2 separate regions of the Capsicum annuum genome follow, and region 2 is linked to region 1. Evidence: chromatin contacts called from public Hi-C data. All regions are on one chromosome and are shown on one strand. The core of a region is the stretch at or near the end of the contact, and the rest is flanking DNA. Distances in the headings are between cores, read along the strand shown. Region 1 overlaps LOC107850702 (receptor protein kinase TMK1). Region 2 holds the start of LOC124885309.

Region 1 (3,294 bases), core at 374-2,873:
CCGAAAGCCTGGCCAATTTTATGTATATATTCAAATCAATATTTATTTCAATTGAGCATTTGAAAATATAATAATTTATTTTTACAGATATTTACAGTTGAAATTGTGGAGAAATTTTTGCATGTATTTTCAGGCTAGCATCTATTAGGTAATTAAGTCAAGCACATAAATTATGGCATGTCCTGTAAATATATACATCAGCCTCAATTGAAATAGGTCTTAGGTTTTACAACTTATCATAATAAATATATATAATTAAAGAAAGTGACATATTTTAATTGACTAATTTATCTACATAACGAACACTTAAAAACACGTTCAAACTTTTTTTCCCTCAAAATTTGATCTGAAAATATTTAATAGAATCACTTTATTATAAGTTCAATTAAGTATCTAAATAAAATTTTCTCAAAAGTTCAAAAGCTATGGATGTGTCAACCTATTTTTTTCAAAAACCAAAAGTTTGGCCATTAAGCTATTAGTCTTGGACAATAGTATCCACAATGATTGAGACAGATAAGGATGATATAACCTTCATCAATGAATTGGTCATGAAGGAAAGCTCCATGTGAAGGCTCTAGCTGTTAATTGGTCCACAATTTTTAAATCTCCTTTGAATAAACTATGGTGGACAATATGTAAACAATTTTTTTTTTGTACATGTGACCAGCTAATTTTTCACAATTAAAAATTTATTATAAGGTCCTCATTTTTCCATATCACATTGATGGATCATTGGATGACAGTAGAACATGCTCTTTGTTTTTATCCTCTCCAAATTGGAGGAATAACTTTTCAATACTCAACCTTTTTCTTTTTTGTGCATCACTCATTTTTAGTTATGAAAATGACTTTTTGCTCATCTAACCAAAACTAGTTGCTATGTTGTGAATGTGTTATTTTTGAAAGAAATGGTCAATTCTGGATATGAGAAAAGGGTCCTTTAATGTCTGTTTCAGAAAATATGTATGATCTTTAACAGCTAAGACTTCCATTTTCATCAATCCACTGCCACATTCTCTTTGTTTGTTTGGTATCATAGTCAACTTGCGTGTATCTCAATTATTTCATTCAATACTTGCTGCTATAGTCAACTTGCGTGTATCTCAATTATTTCATTCAACACTTGCTGTTATCTTGCATAGCTTAGCTCGATATACGTAGTGCTAAGTGGCTCCAATGAAATTTAAACGCTAATGTTACATGTTTTTTACTCATTTCATTAACTTCTAGGCCGGATCGAGCACCACAGTCTCTTTGTTTCTTTTGTTCTTATAAAAATAGTATCTTAATCAACTTGTACCTACCTCGATTATTTGTTCTAATACTATACTTACTATCTTGCATCAGTACATGTACTAGGTAACTTTATCCAGTAAGCTTTGGCTCGATGAGAAAAGTACCTACTGCTATTTGGCTCTAATGAAATTTATATGCTGGTCTTTGTGGATTTTCACTCACTTCATTATCCTCTAGGTCAAATCAAGGACCACATTCTCATTTTCTTTTCAGAAAGAAAAACTGAGACTTGTCTTTCTTTTATCACGACAAAGAGTGAAGACCACCTCCTTTAGTGGAGCTCAGACATTTGGTTACTTGTGGAAATTTGCTGTTTGACATGACTGAACATTACCATGCACCTTAAATATCTCAAAAGATTTTTGCCATTATGGTAAAGCCCATTTCACCTAAAGGTACTAAATTTTATGCCTATTTGTGATTGACAAAGGTATCAACAGTTGATCTGTAATCATAACATACAGTTTACAGTTTTCTTGAAAAAGCATAAACCTTCATAAACAAAAGCTAATTTTATGATTTGCACACATCAAAGGCACTTTACATTTCAATACAGCTTGCACTAGCTGTTTTTTTCTGAAGAAACAATTCAAGAATACAAAAGTACCATGGTCTACTGGTAATTGATGACATCCCTTTCATTTCCAACCAAACCACAATGTATTCACATGGAGAGTGAGATTCATCATACAACAAGAGTCAAAAGACAGCAAAAACTTAAAAAGAATCCCTATCCTCACCAAACCACAATGTATTCACATGGAGAGTGAGATTCATCATACAACAAGAGTCAAAAGACAGCAAAAACTTAAAAAGAATCCCTATCCTCACAGTTCCAAAACTAAGAATGAGTTAAAAGGATCAAAGCATCAGAGTTAAAAGGGGAAAAAAAAAGGTTGCGTGACTTGCAACGAGGAAGATAACAGATAGAATGAACAACCAAACCTAGATCAAAGAGTGCCAACTTCTCATCTACCATCAGAAGATCTAAATGACTCAGCAAATCCGTAAGGGCGAGTAGGGATGCTAGTTTGAGTGTTATCCAAGCTTGGAAGGTATGAAGAAGAGGATGAATCCATGTGGCTTGTACCTTCATAGGCCTGCCACTTCTTAAGCGCCTGGGGCAGTGACATGTCGAGATCAATGCCGTATATGTCCTCTGAGCACTCGTCGGATGGTTTCCAGAGCTCCACAAGGGATGAAAGAACATTCACAGCATGACCCATGTCAGGCCTTTGATATGGCTCCCTTGCAGAGCAGTGCCCAGCTAGCTCAGCTACAGTACTGACACTGACAAGTGTTTCCTCGCTCTGGTCTATCGCGGGGTCAATTGCCTTTCTGAATGTATCCTTATTCAAATGCATCCTTCGGAACCATGTTACTAGATGCATGCTCTCCTCAGGCTGGCTTTCATCAAGCGCCTTTCTTCCTGTGATGAGTTCCATCAAAATCACACCGAAACTGAACACGTCCACCTTTGTTGTCACTCTCCCAGTTACTGGCAAAAGAATCAAGATAAATACAATTTTAGAGGTGGATATATCTACATTCAAAGAAATCCTTATATGCACATATCACAATCAGGAAAGCAAGATGCAAGTTACTAATTTGTCTGGCTATATTTGAAGATCCTTGAATTCCACCGAGGAGAAAAGAAAACTAGAGGATCTTCTGTCATAGGAATAATAGCATGTTTAAAGTGTGAGATTAGGCCAAAATAGAAATTGGTGGCATTAAGCAGGCATCATGAAAAAATGTTTCCTGTAGTAATCATAACACTACAGGGGTTGACATAACCAAGGCTATTTTATATATGACAATGCATGATTGACAAGTTCTTAACCATGGACATGAGTACAAGTTGATTTGACTAAGAGAGAGGCAAACATTAATATATACAACAGATATAGACCTATTATAGGATAAAAGCTAATTAATGCAAAACGGGCTAGTTTCTCGGAGTACACTTAGTATCATCCGACTCTTATCAGTCAA
Region 2 (3,294 bases), core at 544-3,043, 130 kb before region 1:
AGGAGTAGGACTCGAAGTAGTCTGGGATGAACTGGCTTGAGATAGCTTATCACTAGTAGAGTATGTGTCCACAGGGAATGCAGAGTCTACCATATGTGCATACTGTCCTGATCCTTTCTTTTTGGACTTGGGCCAATCTGATGGGTAACCAATAATCTTGAAATATTGATCCTTAGTATGGCCATTATAACCACAGAACTCACAAACCACTGGTGTTTTTTTTCTGTGGAGCACCTCTATAGGTGGAAGCTAGTGGTCTTCCCTCATAGATACTTGTAGTCTTAACTGAACTTGTACCTCCTGAATCACCAGGACTTAGATATCCACCTTTGCCTTTGTAACCTGGTTTATAGGTAAAGAGAGCTGCTGCATCAAGTGTATCACTAAGACAACCCACATCCCACAGAAGAAATAGAAGCTATGGATCTCTGACTTTCATGATCCACAATCATGGAGTACACTTTGCTAATAGATGGTACAGGGGTCATTAATACGATTTGGCTTGAAACATTGATCCTTAGTATGACCATTATAACCACAGAACTCACAAACCACTGGTGTTTTTTTCTGTGGAGCACCTTTATAGGTGGAAGCTGGTGGTCTTCCCTCATAGATACTTGTAGTCTTAACTAAACTTGTACCTCCTGAATCACCAGGACCTAGATATCCACCTTTGCCTTTGTAACCTAGTTTATAGTTAAAGAGAGCTGCTGCATCAAGTGTATCACTAAGACGACCCACAGAGGAACTAGAAGCTATGGATCTCTGACTTTCATGATCCACAATCATGGAGTACACTTTGCTAATGGATGGTACAGGGGTCATTAATACGATTTGGCTTGAAACATTGATCCTTAGTATGACCATTATAACCACAGAACTCACAAACCACTGGTGTTTTTTTCTGTGGAGCACCTTTATAGGTGGAAGCTGGTGGTCTTCCCTCATAGATACTTGTAGTCTTAACTAAACTTGTACCTCCTGAATCACCAGGACCTAGATATCCACCTTTGCCTTTGTAACCTAGTTTATAGTTAAAGAGAGCTGCTGCATCAAGTGTATCACTAAGACGACCCACAGAGGAACTAGAAGCTATGGATCTCTGACTTTCATGATCCACAATCATGGAGTACACTTTGCTAATGGATGGTACAGGGGTCATTAATAGGATTTGGCTTCTACACTGGGAGTATGTTTCATTTAGACCCATTAGGAACTGTAATACTCTTTGGGCATAACTTCTAGATTCAGGGTAGCTACATCTAGGAGAAGGCATAAAAGCATCAAATTCATCCCAAAGAGTTCTCATTCGAGAAAAATAATCAGCAACTGACAGAGTTCCCTGAGAGAGGGTCACAATTTCTCTATGCAAGTAGAATACTCTAGAGCCATTCACCTTATCAAACCTTTCCTTTAAATCTATCCACACATTATGAGCATCAGAGGCATGGATAATACTACTCAACAGATCCTTTCGTATTGAATTCATAATCCATGACAAAACAACAGCATTAACTCTCTCCCACTGATCATGTACTGATTCATCAAAGTGATTTTTAGGATATCTCCCATCAACAAAGCCTATTTTGTTTTTGCCTATGAGACTCAACGCCATAGATCTACTCCATAGGGCATAATTGGATAGAAATAAGAGAGATACCTGGAGTGTCGTTTGGATGCAAATTCAGCGGATGATTGTGGTCAATTTCAATTGTACCAGCTGAAGTAGGTGTATTTCCAGGTGCTGCAGTTGTAGTTGAAGGATCTGCAGCTGAGTTTCGAGTAACCGCCATTAAAGCTCACTGTAAGCAATAGAACAGTAGCTGCTATTCTCACTGATCAGGTGAAATCGATAGTCTCTAGTACCGATTACAGCTAGCGATCAGTAGTGGCTTTGATACCATGTTAGATTTCTATAGTATTGAGCTAAGAGCTTGAAGAAGAAGAGTAGTTTTCATTGATTGATTTTCCATTGGCTTGTTATGGCACTATAAGTCACATTTATAGAGTTAGTTTGCTCCTTGTGACAGCTGTCACACTTAACCAACTAACTCACTCACACATACATCACACACACTAACTTCCTCTAGCTAATCATCAACTTGCTGATTACACTTCTCACTATCTTAACAGAAATAACAATGCCCACTATCAAACAACACAAGAATAAGGAAACAACATCAAATACATGCACAACATACCCTTCTTAATAGTCAGATATGTTACACGGATTCATAAATTCAACAACGGAAATGAACAAGAAGAATCAAAATACAGCACCAAGTCTTGGTAGATCAAGCTCCTTTCTTCACTCTCAGCTGCATGAAGCTCAATTCTCAGATGCATAGGAAAAGAAAAGAGAAGAAAGAAGATAGTTTACTGGACACTGCAAAGGTCAGAGTCAAAGTTAGCAAAGCTCAAAGGGACGATCTGGACTCTCTACATTCCTATTTACCATTTATGATCAACTACTTTCTCTTTTGCTTTGATATACACCGCGTGACTCACTTTTACTTGTCATATTTATTAATTACTGTTTAATATGAAATAAATAATTTAAAGTATAAATAACTACTTTCTCCATTTATTAATTTAATTTTTCATTTTACTTATCTTTTTTATTAATAAAAAAAAATAATTTTTTTCATATTTTATCCCTTACATTAATTATTTTTTCTTTAAATTAAAATATAAATATTATTTAATAAAGGTACTATAATAAATTAGTTATAATATTAATTATTTTTCTTAATTAATATATTATCTCAATTTAAAAAAAAATAATTTTTTTCATATTTTATCCCTTACATTAATTATCTTTTCTTTAAATTAAAATATAAATATTATTTAATAAAGGTACTATAATAAATTAGTTATAATATTAATTATTTTTCTTAATTAATATATTATCTCAATTTAAAATGAATAATTTAAGACGGAAATGGCATATTAAAAGTACAACATCAAAAAGAAAAAAAAAGTGAAGAGAGAGTATTTGATGCTTGAATATTTTATTCGGGCTAGCTTGGGAAACCCAGCAAGTCGGCGTTGGAAAAAAAAAAGTATAATAATGATATAGAATTGAAATTAATTAAATAACAGAATAGTCATAAATATTATTTCGTGGCAACTCACCGTCTTAAAAGTAATTTTGGTCCAATTTCAATGTTGATTCTTTTAATCGATCGCTCCCCAAAATTTTACAGTTACTTTCAAACATGTACATTCGTGATTAAAAGTTTGAAGGTTTTCCAGATCAATTATCCAAAATAAGTTCAAAAAAAAAAAAACAGA

What was found. A called contact is a pair of places that touch in the nucleus more often than the background predicts.
Region 2: a Hi-C map of leaf shows a contact between it and region 1, with 2.8 times the contacts expected there. The contact joins the promoter of LOC124885309 here to the enhancer-like site in region 1. A contact is called at or near these places in 2 of 5 Hi-C or Micro-C datasets (leaf and placenta).

The regions. Positions count from the first base shown.
Region 1 is chr12:28,410,855-28,414,148 of UCD10Xv1.1, reverse strand. LOC107850702 (receptor protein kinase TMK1) reads right to left here. Exons shown (of 2, transcript XM_016695409.2): 2 at 1,914-2,797. The coding sequence ends at 2,268. Among protein-coding and RNA genes, the nearest start is that of LOC107850702, 4.9 kb to the right of the region's middle. Within about 2 kb of position 1,623, at least 4 of the 5 cell types and tissues checked have an H3K27ac peak or open chromatin away from gene starts, as enhancers often do. A contact at or near this core is called in leaf, where this site is marked.
Region 2 is chr12:28,541,937-28,545,230 of UCD10Xv1.1, reverse strand. LOC124885309 reads right to left here and starts at 1,793. Exons shown (of 2, transcript XM_047401537.1): 1 at 1,661-1,793; 2 at 803-1,536. The coding sequence starts at 1,793. The coding sequence ends at 803.